5 separate regions of the Mus musculus genome follow, and all the other regions are linked to region 3. A link is a contact called in public promoter capture Hi-C data. All regions are on one chromosome and are shown on one strand. The core of a region is the stretch at or near the end of the contact, and the rest is flanking DNA. Distances in the headings are between cores, read along the strand shown. Region 1 holds the start of Foxk2 (forkhead box K2). Region 2 holds the start of Wdr45b (WD repeat domain 45B). Region 3 holds the start of Tepsin (TEPSIN, adaptor related protein complex 4 accessory protein). Region 4 holds the start of B3gntl1 (UDP-GlcNAc:betaGal beta-1,3-N-acetylglucosaminyltransferase-like 1). Region 5 holds the start of Cbx8 (chromobox 8).

Region 1 (2,794 bases), core at 57-2,556, 1.2 Mb after region 3:
CCAGCCACAAAAGCCAAACAAAGCAACATAAGTGTTGGATTTGTATGCTTACTTTACATACCTGGATAGCTAGGTGTAAAAAGTTAGATCTAGCCATGTTATAGATAGATGCTAGAGTCACATGGCAGAGCCTCAAACCTGCCCTAGGCAGTGCGCAGGACAACACAACGGTGTCAACAGTAATGGGAGGGCATTTCTTGTTCTTGACACCCTTTGTCCTTGAACTGTGTTTGTCTAGATACTCACCTAGTTATCATTTCCATAGTTTTCTGTACATCACCTACAATGCCTCAAATTAATATTTAATGAAATGGCTCTTTGCCATATTTATAGTACAAAGCATTTTGAACCCTTAGGAATTTATCCCGTAATTACAGACACATATGTCAAATAAGATATGTAAATGTTATAAAGACTGTTTCCCATTAAATGTATTGCAAGTTTAGACATAGAATGAATTAGAACGCAAAATGTTCCCATGCCTCTAGTCTGGGGCCTCTGTTTAGAAGCTCTTGGCTAGAATGTCCACTTTATCCTATGCAGCTTAAGTCCAGACTCTCAACCTTTCCACTCTCCCTGACCTGAATGAACTCCTTTTGTGCATCAGTGAGAGAACACTGCGTCCCATCGCCTGCACCCAGGGGCCACCATATTGGTGTGACGTTCTTTATGACCACGTGCCTCTCTTACCAGAGCTAAAGCAGGTGCATCCACTGCCCTTCGTTCCTGGGGAAGAAACTAGGGGTCTCAGCTTCACCTCTATGTTGGCACCGGCTTCTGGAGCCCCTCACAGCCTGCTCGATCTGCATAGCTCTGCTCCTCCCACGGGCCCGCGTTGTGGTTTCTTTTTTAATGGGAGAGATGGGATCTCTCTATCACACATACACAGATTGGAATAAAGCTCAGATTTGCAGTCCTTGGTATGAATTACTGAGTGCAGAACTCTATGCATACTGGGGTAATTTCTGTCACATCCCTGTGACATACGGGTCGATGCGGCAGGTTCCCGAGCAGCGCGCCTGACTCTACGCAACCTAGGGCGGAGTGTGAGAGGGGCCAGCGGCTCCCGGGGCGCACTCGCGCCCGTCGTGACCTTGGACCCCCGCTCAGTCCGCGAACGCGCGCGGCCCCACGCCAACTCCTCACTCCGCCCCGGGTTTTCCGCGCCGCCGCGGCCAACCTGCGTCGCGCGACGACGCCGGACGTGCGGGCGCTCGGCGGCGCGGCTCCCCATTGGCCGGCCTCGGTAGCCCCACTGCGTGCGCCGCGCCCATTGGTCGGCGTGCCCGTCCGTCGTAGGGCCGGCGCGCGGCCGTGCGAGCTCCCGCCCTCGCAGCTCTCCTCGCCGGCCGGCGGTCTCCGCGACCGTGCTCGGCTCGCGCGGCCCACGACCGCGCCCGGGCCTCGGCCCGCTAGGGCGCCCGCGCGGATCGGCCAGGCCTCGCAGGCGATGGCGGCCGCGGCGGCGCTCTCGGGCGCGGGCGCCCCTCCCGCGGGCGGCGGGGCCGGGGGCGGCGGATCCCCGCCGGGCGGCTGGGCCGTGGCGCGGCTCGAAGGCCGCGAGTTCGAGTACCTCATGAAGAAGCGGTCGGTGACCATCGGCCGCAACTCATCGCAGGGCTCGGTAGATGTGAGCATGGGCCACTCGAGCTTCATCTCGCGGCGCCACCTGGAGATCTTCACGCCCCCGGGCGGCGGCCATAGCGCGGCCGCCCCGGAACCCGCGCAGCCCCGGCCGGACGCGGGCGGCGACTTCTACCTGCGCTGTCTCGGCAAGAACGGCGTGTTCGTGGACGGGGTGTTCCAGCGGCGGGGGGCGCCGCCGCTGCAGCTGCCGCGCGTGTGAGTGGCGGGAGGGGGGCAGTGTCCTGGACCTGACCCACGGTGGCTACCCAAGAGCAGGGAGGGACCCTGACCCACAGCAGCCACCCCCGGGGAGGGGCGGGACCCGCACTCAGACCCACTGCCCATCATCAGGCAGGACGCAGAAGACCCACGTCAGCTACCCATGAGCAGGGTCAGACCCTGGACAAGACCTGGTCCCCATCAGGGAGGGATCCTGATCCGCTATCCGGGAGCAAGGAAGGCTAGACTCACCACCAGGACCCATTCACTGCCCATAACCAAGACCTGACTGATTCTGACCTACCCTAGTTTAATGCCCACGACCATCACTGGGATCACAGCCCCCCAGCGCTCCACCCGGAGTATTTAACATGCTGGCCCACTCCTGTCTGCCCTCCTACTGCCAGGTCCCCTGCACTGGTATTCTAACCCACGGCCCTTTGTCCAGTCTGACATGGGACTCTCAGAACACAGACCATCATTTCTGCCATCAACCCTCAGCCCTCCCTGCCATCATCACCAGCGTTGGTGGGTGGAAGTTTTATGGGTGCTCTGTGCCTAACCATCAGGGAGGAGGCACCCAAGGGAGATGCTAAGATGTGTGTGGTGGAGAACTATCTAAAATGAAGGGTAGATACCTGGTACCTTTTTTTTTTTTTTTTTTTTTTTTTTAAATTCACGTTTCAGTAGCAAGATATTTTGGAGGTAGCGTCTTAAGCCTAACAATTCTCTTTCCCCAGTGTTTTTGTAGCCTAAAAACTGAAAACTCCCAAACATGAAGGATTAGAAGCCTGTCTGTCCAGAACCTTAGAAATCTGGGAAAACTGGATACTAATTTCAACCAAGTAATCTTTAAAAAGCATTTTTAGCCAGGTGGAGTGTATTCAACCTGTAATCCCAGCACCCTAGAGGCTGAGACAGTAGAAATTTGAGTTCCAGGGTAGGTTAG
Region 2 (2,700 bases), core at 16-2,515, 1.3 Mb after region 3:
TCTTCTTAGCCAGGGGCAATAGAGTGAGCATGCAATCCCACTTGCTCCAGGGACTGTGAAGGGAAGATTCCTGGAGCACAGCTTAAGATAAGCTTGAACAGGAGAGCAAGATCCAGTCCCAACAATAACAAAAATCAAGTTAAGTTCACTTTCCAAGACAGTAAGTCATACATTTGCTACAGCACCTCGAAATTTTACATACGGAAAGCTAAGATGTTATAACTCTTAGAAGCCCAGAGTATCAGCCTTTACCCTTTTCCCTTGAGGAGATTTAGAAAAGGGAAGTTAGCTGACATAGTGGCACACTCCTTTAATCTCAGCACCCCGGGAGGCAGAGACAGGGTCAACAGAGTGAGTTCCAGGACAGTGAGGGTTACGCAGAAAAAGCGTCTCGGGGATATAATCCCCACTAAGAGGGGTTCCCGCCCATTATCTTGGAAGCAAGAATACCTTCTCCAAGACCCCAAACTCAAGAGGCAAGAGGCAGTCACGGGAACGCAAATCATGTAAGTCCTTTCATCCTACAGAACAGAAGAAAATACCAGAGGGGAGGGAGAGGCGTACAGCTAAGACATCAAGGCGAAGAACCTACACTCCACGAAGGTGCCAGCCGCAAGAACCACGACAAACTGCCGCCCCGCGACGGGCAGGTCCCGCTACGCCACCCGCTGGCAACGTAAGCGCTGGAGACCCTGACGCCCAGCAGTAAGCCTGCGGGTTCTTAGGTACCCGGTAAAAAAGTGGCACTGCCCGCCGACCCGGGCGGCGGCAGCGCGCGGAGGGGTGGGGTGGGGTGGGTGTTTCTCCCCGCTATGGGTGCCCGGGCTGGAAAGGACCGCGGGGGGGGGGGGTCCTCCCTACAGAGCGGTTCGGAGATTTCCTGAAAGAGCCGCCAGAGTCTGAGCTCTCAGGGCGCGACCGAGTCTCCGGTTAGGGTCCGGGGGACGCTCGCGACAGCTCCGGGGCCCTGCGGTCGCGGTAGCGTTGGGTCGGGGTCTCCCGGAAGGGCTGGGGTGTTACCACGGAGCTGGGCCCGGGGTCTCACCGTGGTCCTGGTTGAAGCCGGCGTACAGCAGCCCGTTGCCGTGAGGGTTACACGGCAGGAGGTTCATGGCGCCGTCGTAGGGACTGTGGCTCCTCAGCACCGCATACCGCTCGCAACCAGGCGATCTCTCCGGTCGCGCGGCGCTAGGGCCGCCGCGGCCGGAAGCCAGGGTCCTGGGGACTTGCGTCGTGCGTGTGTCGTCAGTGCTGCGTCATCAGTGCGCGCGGATCTGTGGGCGCGCGTGCGCGCAACCAGCAAGCGCCGAGGGACAGACGCGTCCACTGCAGGGAAGTAGGTGGCGGGAAGTAGGTGGCGAGGGCTCGCCGGGCGCGTCCATAAGGGGCGGGGCAGGACGCAGCCGAGGGGAAGCTGCGGAGAGAGCTGGGTGCCCCGCACTCACACAAGCAGGGCAGGACTGATGGGACCAAGGACAGGGCAGAGAAGAGACTGCGCCAACGCTCCTGCCCACAACACAGTCTCCTGAAACCCTCACCGCGTTCCCACGATACACATCGTGTTCGACCAGAAGCAGCCTTCGTGTAATGGTACCTGCATTTTCCCCGAGAGACAAACACAGACAGACTATCCCCTATTTCTTCCCGAGCTTTCCCAACCATCTGACACGTCCTCTCACAGACACAAATTTCCAAAGAGACATAATAGGACATAACCTCACAGAAAAGATCCCCAGACCTCGCGACTGTTGTTTGGGGTGCTCTGTTTACAGGGGTCTGGGATGGCTCTGGAAGCTGGTGCTTTCTCCTCTCTACTACAATTCATTCTCTGGTTCCCTCTCTCCTCACTGGCTTCTCCCCTTACCTGTTTACCATCCTTTCCCCCAAATGAAGACTTGTAGCGTCTTAGGATTCAAGAAGCTTAAGCAGAAGGACCCTAGTCCCACACAGCCCACCATTCATCCCATCAGCACTGAAGAGGGGAGGGGAAACCACTTCAGGGACTGTCCTTTCATCTCTCTAGTTATGAACCTAAGAAAGGGCAGCTGAGGCATGAATGTTCAAGCCCTAAACGGTCTCACCATCTGTGAGAACATTTGCACAACAATAAGGTGGCTGTGAAGGTCCTGGCAGGATGTCTTGATAGTTGGCCACTGTCAAGGAGGCCTTGTTCCTTCGGGTTTCACTGGCTTACACACTCACCTGCCTCTCTGGATATCTATTCACCTCATCTCCACAGGGCTGGATGACCCCAGCTTCAGGCCTTCAGTGGCTCAGATGGCTACACTCCTGCTTCTCTAAGGACATTGTTATTATGTATCTGGAGACTCAAAAAATGTTAAGACATTGTAAATCACTAATAAAAACTTAGGGTATCCAAGCTTTATCTTATTTCAGTTTTCCTGTTGTTTAATCTCTCATAGGGTCTAGCTTCCTAAGCAGCAGGACCAGAAGAGAGACCTATACTTGAGCCTTTATAACGCCAGAATGTTGTGGTGGCTTTGTTTTGGTTTTTGGTTTTTGTTTTTTTGTTGGCAAGGAGTGACAAGGGCTTCATCTCTAGGGAAATGTCTGGCCACAGCTCTAACAAACCTCTGACACTTACCAGGAGCCACATGAGAGCGTGTTTCTTTCAGTACTTCCACTTTATCTTGTTGAGACAAGGTCTCATTCTCTAACCCTGGAACTCACGATGTAGCT
Region 3 (2,783 bases), core at 211-2,710:
CTTGGGAGGCAGAGGCAGGCAGATTTCTGAGTTCGAGGCCAGCCTGGTCTACAAAGTGAGTTCCAGGACAGCCAGGGCTACACAGAGAAACCCTGTCTCGAAAATCCAAAAAAAGAAGTTGTCAGTGCTCCTGGAATAGCAGAAAACCCCACCCTGATGCAGTATCCCTTCCTGCTATGTCAGGATCCCCTCCGTACTAAACACTAAACCCACCAATGGGAACAGTGCAGAAGGATACTGGCGATCTCTTCAAACAGGTAGCCTGGACATGGGATGCTATCATCTGAGGTCCCCTTCAACAGGATGGGGAGCTGTAGGGGAATGAGGGCCATGGTGAGCTGCCATCTTAGACAGGGTAGGTCCCAGCCACTGAAGGGAATGGAAGCAAGCCTCATGCTGACTGGGGCTAAAACTGCCCAGGAGAGAGTCTGGGCAGGGCCACAGTCACCCTAAGGGCCACAAAGCAGAGCTGCAAACAGGCTCTGCTCTGGCATGGAGGAGTGACCCGGGAAAGAGGAAAATCAACAAAGGTTCTCTAACGAGGTCAAGATGAGGTTCAGCCCCTGCCTCCTACACTAAGTAACAGCAACAGAAAGAATCTCAGGGCTTTCTGTGCATTGGATGGGTGAGACTACTGGGTACAGACCCAAAGAGTGAGAACCGCTCAGCTTGGGGACTTTAAGGTTCCTTGAAGATAGCAAACTTCCATCTTATTGAGTCATGAATCAGCTTGGTTGTGCTTGCTTACTTACTTCCTTGCGTGTCCCTGCAAGCCTATGGTGTTTACTTGGTTGAAATCTGGGAACACCTCATCTCATCCATCAGTATCTGGATGAGAGGGCGAGGTTTAGGAACATTTAAGACAAGTATGTCTTCACCGTGCTATTTGTCTACAGTGCCTTCAAGGGGATCTGTAGGGAGGGAGCTGCACAGTTCAGTACTTCAGATCTTGTCCCAGACTTGAGTGATCTGATCTCTTGTAGCAGGGACTCTTAAAAGCCTAAGAAGGGTCCCTGGGGCCACTCAGTGCCCTCAAGATCCAGTCAGAAAGCTCAAGGCAATCAATTTATTGCAGTCAACAGCTGGCAGCAGGCTCCGCTCTCGCCACCCCGTGGCTATGGCCTTCCAGATGCCCCCTGTCCCCCAGAGATGTACGAGCTTCCAGGATCTTCTGAAATGAAGCCTGGGGAGAGCCGATGGGCCCCGCTGGAGATCGCCCGCCGCCCTTGGGGTTAACCTTCTGCTATCACGGCAGGCACACTCATTCTCGGCAGCTGCTGGACAGTGTCTGTCCCCGCTAATCTAGCGAGGTTCCCGGGCGCCGGAGGTCAGCACACCCGGCGAGTTTCACTCACCCTATGCAAGAAGCTCAAGCGGTCCCGCAGGGGCGGCACAGCTGCCATGGTCCAGGTAACCTCCCAAACTGCCCCGCTTCCGCCAGGCTTCGATCCTCCAATCGTCGCGCTCCTCTCGCTCCCCCGACCAATCGCTCGCAAGGGGCGGGCACGAAGGCGGGAACATCTGCGTCTCAGCCAATCCAAAGTCTCAGCAAGAGACGGACAAGAACGGCGACCAATTACAGAAGCACAGGACTGTGACTCTGACCAACCAGAAAATAGGATAGGCGGAGAGTCCGGATGTTCACGCGTTCGACTCCGGAAGAGGCAGGGCCCAAGATGGCGGCGCCCTCGAGAGCCTAAAAGGACCGCTCATGTCTGTGAACGGAGCGGTGTGGGGGCGTGTGCGGAGCCGTTTCCGAGCCTTCCCCGAGCATCTGGCGGCCTGTGGAGCTGAGGTACGGAGCGAACGGAGCGGAAGCGGAAGCGGGATGGGTGGCGACTCGGGTCAGGTCCCTGTACTGTCCCGTCTTCCCTCAGGCCTCGGCTTATGGCAAGTGCGTGCAGGCGTCCACCGCCCCAGGAGGCCGCCTGAGTAAGGACCTCTGCGTTCGCGAGTTCGAGGCCCTGCGGAGCTGCTTCGCCGCCGCGGTAGGTGGGCGTGTCCCTGCTACGTCATCTCTGTCTGGCGTCCTCTTTTCCGCCAAGCAACTCCAGTGACAAGGGGACAGGGCCTCCAGTTAGCTGTTGGCGTCTTGCCGATGGGCAACCCGATGAGACCGACCCCAGCTCCACTTGGTTTCTCCCAGCAATTCCTGCTAGATGCCAGGGCAGTGTCCTGCTAGGCACGCACCCCTGACGCACCCTGTCCCCGAGGAGTAAAGTGCAAGGTCCGCAGCAGGTTCTCCCTGCAGCACGGAAGCGATGCTGAGAGCCGCTTGGGTTCTTGATCCTGGCCTTTTTGCCCATGACCCCTCCACTAGAGCTAGGGTCGGTGGTTAAGAACCCAGGGTGACAGACACACTGCATCAGAAGCAGGTCCACAGTAGCCTCGGCGGGAATGAGGAGCAGTGTTTGAGTTGACTACAGCCCAGCCTCACCTACATACAGCCTTTGGTTTCCCGGCAGAGGCTGTTCAGTCGTCAGGTGTTGCGCTTTTCTTGTTCCTTCTAACTTGACACAAGCCTTTACTCTTGTGGTTGGTGGCCAGCAGCTGTCATTGAAACCCTAAACACACTCCTAATGCTCAGAGTTTCTGCTGTCCCTGCCACCCTCTCTGTGGCTGACCAGAATTGTGTGACTCCATCTGCTGCTTTGCCTGGACCAGATAAAGGCACCCCCCTGTGGTTCCCCCTCCATCCCTGCCCATCTCATAACAGAAACTCTCAGTCACAGGGGCCAGGCGTCCTCTGTAGGTGAGCCCAGGCTGGGACCCCCCGAGACACA
Region 4 (2,700 bases), core at 146-2,645, 1.6 Mb after region 3:
CAACACTTGAATTCTGGCACCCTCACTTTTTCTCAGGGAATCTCACAAAGCCAAAGTTCCTAAAGTAGTATGGAATAAAATCACTGAAACCTGATAACCAAAGGAACCAGGAACTGCCTCAATTTTATATGATATAGTAAGTAGTAAAGAACAGCCAAGAAATTAACAGTTGGCCTCACCCCCCCACCCTGAATTAATGTGAAAAAATAAAACTGGACATGTTTCTGAGCAGGAAAACCAATAGGCTAGGTAGATGTGAACATATACATACATATATGTACATGTTACAAAGCTATATATAACACAAAGGCTATATAATCTCTACAGACAAGGTCTACATATAATATAGGCAATATCTACATAAATCACTGTAGAGGCCATCTATGTATAGTGTACTTTAAATTACTGAATCTGAACACGGTTATAAGAATCTTATAAAGGAGTGTTGAAGACACCGTCCTTTACAAATGAAGCGCTCTTTGAGGAGCTGATGATCCCAAAGTGGCATTCTATCCTGTTTGTGTTTATTCTGAAAACATGTTGCTTAAAGGCTTTTTATTTGTTATTTATTTGAGCTATTGGGGATTGAACCCAGGGTGTTTCACATGCATGTCAGAGTTACACCCCAGTCCTCTGGACTTACTTTGTAAAGGAAAGAACTTTCTTAATTTTCTCAAGACCTACAAGATTTTAACTGAAAAGGGGTGTTATGACTCATATTTGTTATCAGTAAGTGTGGCTCGGACGCTGGAGGGTTTCAAGGTTATCCTCAGCTGTATGTGCTGCAGGCCAGCCAGAGCTACAGACCTCACAACTTTAAAAAAAAAGATATAAATTTCTGACAAAGGCCTTGATTTACCGGTTTCCAATTTCAATAAGACTGGCATGAAAAATACAATCACTTGGCGCAATGCCTGTGAACCACACTTAATGCACCCTGGCCTGAGACATCTAACCCACCTGCTAGGTATTAAGATAGGTGTGGCATGCTGGCGAGCAGGGATATGGCGGGAGGGGCGCTAGTAGGTGTGCAGGTTAGTGTACGGTATGAGCTCGGACACATGTCTACCTCGAAACGGAATGGTGGGAACCCTCCAAGCTGAGGTTCCCGAACCCGTGGCAGCGTACAGCGGCTGCGAGCCGGAGACAAGATGACTACCGTGGAGGGAGAAACAGCAACAGAAGAAGGCACAAGAGGGCGGGACCGCGTCTCACCCGGCCATACCTACCACTAGGGCCAGCGAGCCGCGCGTTGTGGCGTTCTCGGAGACCTCCATCGCGCGGCTCCACTGCCCTTTTCCTGCAATCGCAGTCCTGCCTAGGAGGCCAACGCATGCACAGCAAGCTCCAGGAGGCGATGCACAGACTGGACCGCTTCCGATTGGTGCAGAGCCACGTGGCTCGCTAGGGACTTACGGGTATGGGAGGGCTGTTAGGGGAACAGCCACGTTCTATTGGTGTAGAGACACGTCAGTCAGTAAGGGAAGGCGGTCCTTCGAGCAGAATGCTCAGGGAGGCGGCCCGTCGGTGTTCTCTGGATGGTGGAGCGGGAGGGGCGAGCCGCCGTTCTCGGCGGGAGCAGCTCGGGCGAGGGGTTCCGGGGTGGCCAGAGCTGAGTGTGTGGGCGGGGCCTGGCCGAGCAAAGGGTTGGGCTTCCGGAGTCCGTGGGCGCCCCTGGCTTTGCGCCTTCGTCCTTCTCACTTGCCTCTGTGGCTTCTTGGCCTGCGGAAGTCCTCCTGCCCCACCTGACGGAAATAATCGCAAACTGAAGTCCGCAGCCAAACTAACGTTATAAAAAAACTTAAGAACGGGGGGAACTTGTGGGGGGACGCCACCCTGTGCAAGTAGGTGGTTACTTAAAAATCCCACCGCAGGTTGGGCCTATGTAACTTTAAAAAGGAAAATGCCAGTAAGCTTAAAGCAGGCGACATTTCATCAGAATCTTGTTTGGTCTGACTGCTCCAGACAAGGAGGAAGGACCCCCTCCTGGAGGAAGGTTCTGGGTCTGGACTGGGTCTGTCTGGAGTGAGCCAAAGGTAGATAGTTCTCATGGACCCAAGGCCCTCGTGTGGCCTGCATTAGGACACATGACGCTTGGTCAACGCCAGATAGTTGAGTTCCTATGCTACACAGAGATTCATTGTCCCGGGGGATACTGGGGAAGGAAGTGTTCTATGAACTGTGGGAGTCCCAAAGTTAGGCATCCCACAGAACCAAAAGGTTTCACTAAATTACTTCCAAAGGACGGGTGACAACCTCTGAGCTGCGTGGAACCCAGATATTGATAAAACACCTGATTACTTAATGTAGATAACCCATGTACATTTTGTTTCGTTAGTGCTTTTCTAACTTAATGCTTGTGTCTGCAGTTTCTCCAAATGGTCATCCTACAACTAGAAATATATTTTAAGATGGCATATTTTGGTCATCCACACCCTCCATTTGTGAGGGGTGACACTGAGGTCACCCACTGGCCTTGGCACCAAGCAGCCCTCAAGAGTTTCCACACTTAAAAATAGCAGGAGATGGGTGGAAGAGATGGCTCAACGGATAAAGACAGTTGCTGCCAAGCCTTAGAACCCGACTTTGAGCCCTGGGACCCATGTGGTATCAAGGAGAGAACCTACTCCCACAAGTTATCCTCTGACCTCCGAACATATAGGGTATGGTGCACAACCCCACACACCCCCAACACATGCG
Region 5 (2,738 bases), core at 223-2,722, 1.1 Mb before region 3:
GGCCTGGGTAAGGGATCCGGATGCCTCTGGTAGAGTCACTTCTGAATTCATAGGTTTTGGCCTTTGCCTTGGCCTGGGCCTGCAGAAGGAAGTTGTTGTGAGGAGAAAAAAGCCCCGCCCCCGCCCACCCCACCCCCCCACGACCTCTAGCCTTGACTGCCCAACTTTCCCTGGATGCCTGGGAAATTCTAATTGAGTGGGGAGGTGGGCTCTTAGTAATAGTCTGGGGGAGGGGAATGAGGGTTTGTCTGGAAGAAGCCATTTGCAACCAACAGACTCCTTGTGTAACAGAGGTCTACTTGGGATGGCTGGAGGGGGGGTGGGAATGAAGGCCTTCTGGTGCAGCTAAGTCCTGCCTCTAGAACTCCGTGATGGGGCCTCTGACAGAAGTCCAGATTACAAATACACACAAGGCAAGGGCACCCATTGATTTACAAGCCCTGCAGATCCTCCCTGAACGGCACACTCCACCTCTGGAGATCGCAACATACCTTGAGAAGGAAGGTTTTAGGCTTGGGTCCTCGCTTTTTGGGGCCATAGAGCTCCATCTCCCGTTCCCTAAAGAAAGAAAAGAGAGAGAAGGGGGTGTGTCCTGGCTGCACCGAAGTCAGCGTGTATGGGTTCTAGTGAGTGGCTAGGCTAAGGGTCTGTACCTTTCCTCAAAGGCTGCAAGGAGGCGAGCATCCAGAATATTTTCTTCGGGCTCCCACGTGCTGTACCTAAAGGAAACCAGGAAGAATGGAGCATCAGTCCCTGGAGCAGGAGAGAGAGGACAGAGTGGAGGGCGTGTATGTGTGTGCAACTTTTCCGGCTGCCTTGTGTTGTATTTCAATGTGAAGGGGAAAAGAGGAAGAAAGAACCCTCCTCGATATCAGTGTGGGGTAGCGATTGCATATAACCTACTTACTTCTGCGACCAGCCCTTCCATTTCACGAGATATTCCATGCGTCCCTGCAGATGCAAAAGGGAAAATGCTTGTGTATGTGTGTGCGTGGGGAGAAATGCATGACGAGGACACAAGAAATACACACGAAAATGCATGCACCAAATGAATGCTCCAAACACTACCGCCAAAGGAACCAGTCCACTGCAGCACCCCTGCAGAAACGCTGCACAAAGTGCATGCACCGGCATTCATCCCCCACCCCACCCCCCATCCATGCAATCTGTGCAGGGCTGCAAGTCTAAGGAGAGCGCTGGGGCTGAGCCGCCGCCGCCGCCGCCACGGCCGCGGCCGCTGCTGGGACCTGGGGGAAGGGAGGCTGGGCTGCAGCAAGGGGAGGGAGCCTGGGCCCTGGTGAGGGAGAGTTCGCGTCGCCGCCCGCCTTCCCCTTCACCTACTTTGCGAATGCGCCGCTTCAGGAGGGCTTCGGCCGCGAACACCCGCTCCCCCACCGCCGAGAGCTCCATGTTGACTCGCCGCTTCCCCCCTCAGCCGCTTCCAGGAGCAGAAAAGCAGCAGCCAGCCCTCGACAGCCCATAATACTCTCCCGCTGACGTCAGTTCTCCTCCCTCCCCCGCGCACTCTCCCTCCCTCCACCCCCTCCCAGCGCTTCCTCCCGCCCCACGTGTTGCTAACGACGTTGCTAAAGCCAAGCGTCCTGGGCCCGTTCTGCGGGCGCTGATTGGACTAGCGCCCGGCCACGCCCCTCTCCCCGTCTCCCCTGCGTTGCTACGTGACCCGCGTTCCAATAGCCAGGAGGCGGGGTCTCTGTCCACTCCAGAGACCCAGAGGGAGGGGGAGCGAGCCGTCAGCGGAAGTGACGCCAAGCGGGGCGGGCCCGGCTGCTGTCAGTCTGCACGGCTGGACAGGGGGGCCGCTGCCCTAGGCTCCCGCCCCTGGCCCCCCTGCCTGATTGCCCAGCGTTTCCCCGGGTGCGTGGCTTGCCCCGCCGAGCTATTAGGGCTCCCTGCGTAGGTGCCAGCCAGGCGCTGCCCCTCTGCAGACCCAGGCCCTCCCCACCTGCCCATGCCCTAGCTGGCGCCATCCTGGTCGCCAGCCGCCGTTGATGCACAATGCACAGGTGCTGGGGCGCATCGAGCCGCGCCCGAACCCCCGGACCTACGTCGCTTGCGCCGAACCTACTAATTCCCTGACCCCTCCCTTGCGGCCGCGCACCCTGGGTCTCCATGGCAACGCCCCCTCCTCCCTTCTTCACCAGTCCCATCCAGCTAACAAATCAATGAGCCTGCTCTTGGTCTCCAGTCGCATAGCGCTGCCCGCGTCCACCCTCCGGGTCCTGCGAGCTGGCGTGGGCGCTTCTCCGGGCTCAGAAGCCCAAAGCAGACTGGCACAAGCCAGTGTTTACCGCCTGAATCCATCCTGAAGCGAGACCCTGCAGGAGGGGTCGCGAGCCTCCTCTTCCCACCCTCATTGTCCCCAAGTCTCAGCTGCCCTGCCCCAGCCTCTATTCCTGACCCAGCCTGCAGTTTCCGTCCAATCCACTCCTCAGTCCTGAGAGAAGTCAACCCTGACCACATCTGTCCCGGCCTGGGTGGGTTTAAGGAGCCTATGACCATCGAGGCAGAGCCTAGAGCCTGGCTAGCTCTGGAGGCGCCGCGGCTCTGCTCCAGACCTGGGTGCAGAGCTAGTGCACTTTCTGTCTCGGGCTCTTCTAGACGACGTAAGCGTAAGCGGGGGATTCCCGACAAACATCAGTATGGACTTTGAGGGGTGTGGCGGTATCTAGTGCGGCCTGGAAGAGACACCCCCACCCCCACCCCCGACGCGAAGATGG

The links. Promoter capture Hi-C pulls out the DNA fragments that hold promoters and counts their contacts.
Region 1: a promoter capture Hi-C map of pre-B cells shows a contact between it and region 3, with 3 times the contacts expected there. The contact joins the promoter of Foxk2 here to the promoter of Tepsin in region 3. A contact is called at or near these places in 1 of 39 promoter capture datasets (pre-B cells) and 1 of 9 other capture datasets (liver).
Region 2: a promoter capture Hi-C map of pre-B cells shows a contact between it and region 3, with 4 times the contacts expected there. The contact joins the promoter of Wdr45b here to the promoter of Tepsin in region 3. A contact is called at or near these places in 2 of 39 promoter capture datasets (erythroid cells and pre-B cells).
Region 4: a contact with region 3 is called in a promoter capture Hi-C map of pre-B cells, with 5 times the contacts expected there. The contact joins the promoter of B3gntl1 here to the promoter of Tepsin in region 3. A contact is called at or near these places in 1 of 39 promoter capture datasets (pre-B cells) and 1 of 115 datasets of contacts at active chromatin or transcription factors (large pre-B cells).
Region 5: a contact with region 3 is called in a promoter capture Hi-C map of pre-B cells, with 3 times the contacts expected there. The contact joins the promoter of Cbx8 here to the promoter of Tepsin in region 3. A contact is called at or near these places in 3 of 39 promoter capture datasets (embryonic stem cells, pre-B cells and stem cell-derived epiblast-like cells) and 4 of 115 datasets of contacts at active chromatin or transcription factors (astrocytes, embryonic forebrain, large pre-B cells and 1 more).

Annotation. Positions count from the first base shown.
Region 1 is chr11:121,258,681-121,261,474 of GRCm38.p6, forward strand. It overlaps Foxk2 (forkhead box K2), which reads left to right and starts at 1,307. Exons shown (of 9, transcript NM_001080932.3): 1 at 1,307-1,842. The coding sequence starts at 1,451.
Region 2 is chr11:121,353,182-121,355,881 of GRCm38.p6, forward strand. It overlaps Wdr45b (WD repeat domain 45B), which reads right to left and starts at 1,266. Exons shown (of 10, transcript NM_025793.3): 1 at 1,046-1,266. The coding sequence starts at 1,112.
Region 3 is chr11:120,097,271-120,100,053 of GRCm38.p6, forward strand. It overlaps Tepsin (TEPSIN, adaptor related protein complex 4 accessory protein), which reads right to left and starts at 1,461. Exons shown (of 13, transcript NM_183137.2): 1 at 1,356-1,461; 2 at 239-311. The coding sequence starts at 1,403. It overlaps Ndufaf8 (NADH:ubiquinone oxidoreductase complex assembly factor 8), which reads left to right and starts at 1,664. Exons shown (of 3, transcript NM_001110242.1): 1 at 1,664-1,795; 2 at 1,878-1,988. The coding sequence starts at 1,712.
Region 4 is chr11:121,671,756-121,674,455 of GRCm38.p6, forward strand. It overlaps B3gntl1 (UDP-GlcNAc:betaGal beta-1,3-N-acetylglucosaminyltransferase-like 1), which reads right to left and starts at 1,396. Exons shown (of 13, transcript NM_178664.5): 1 at 1,230-1,396. The coding sequence starts at 1,277.
Region 5 is chr11:119,039,441-119,042,178 of GRCm38.p6, forward strand. Cbx8 (chromobox 8) reads right to left here and starts at 1,473. Exons shown (of 5, transcript NM_013926.1): 1 at 1,342-1,473; 2 at 908-951; 3 at 654-719; 4 at 492-558; 5 at 1-79. The coding sequence starts at 1,410.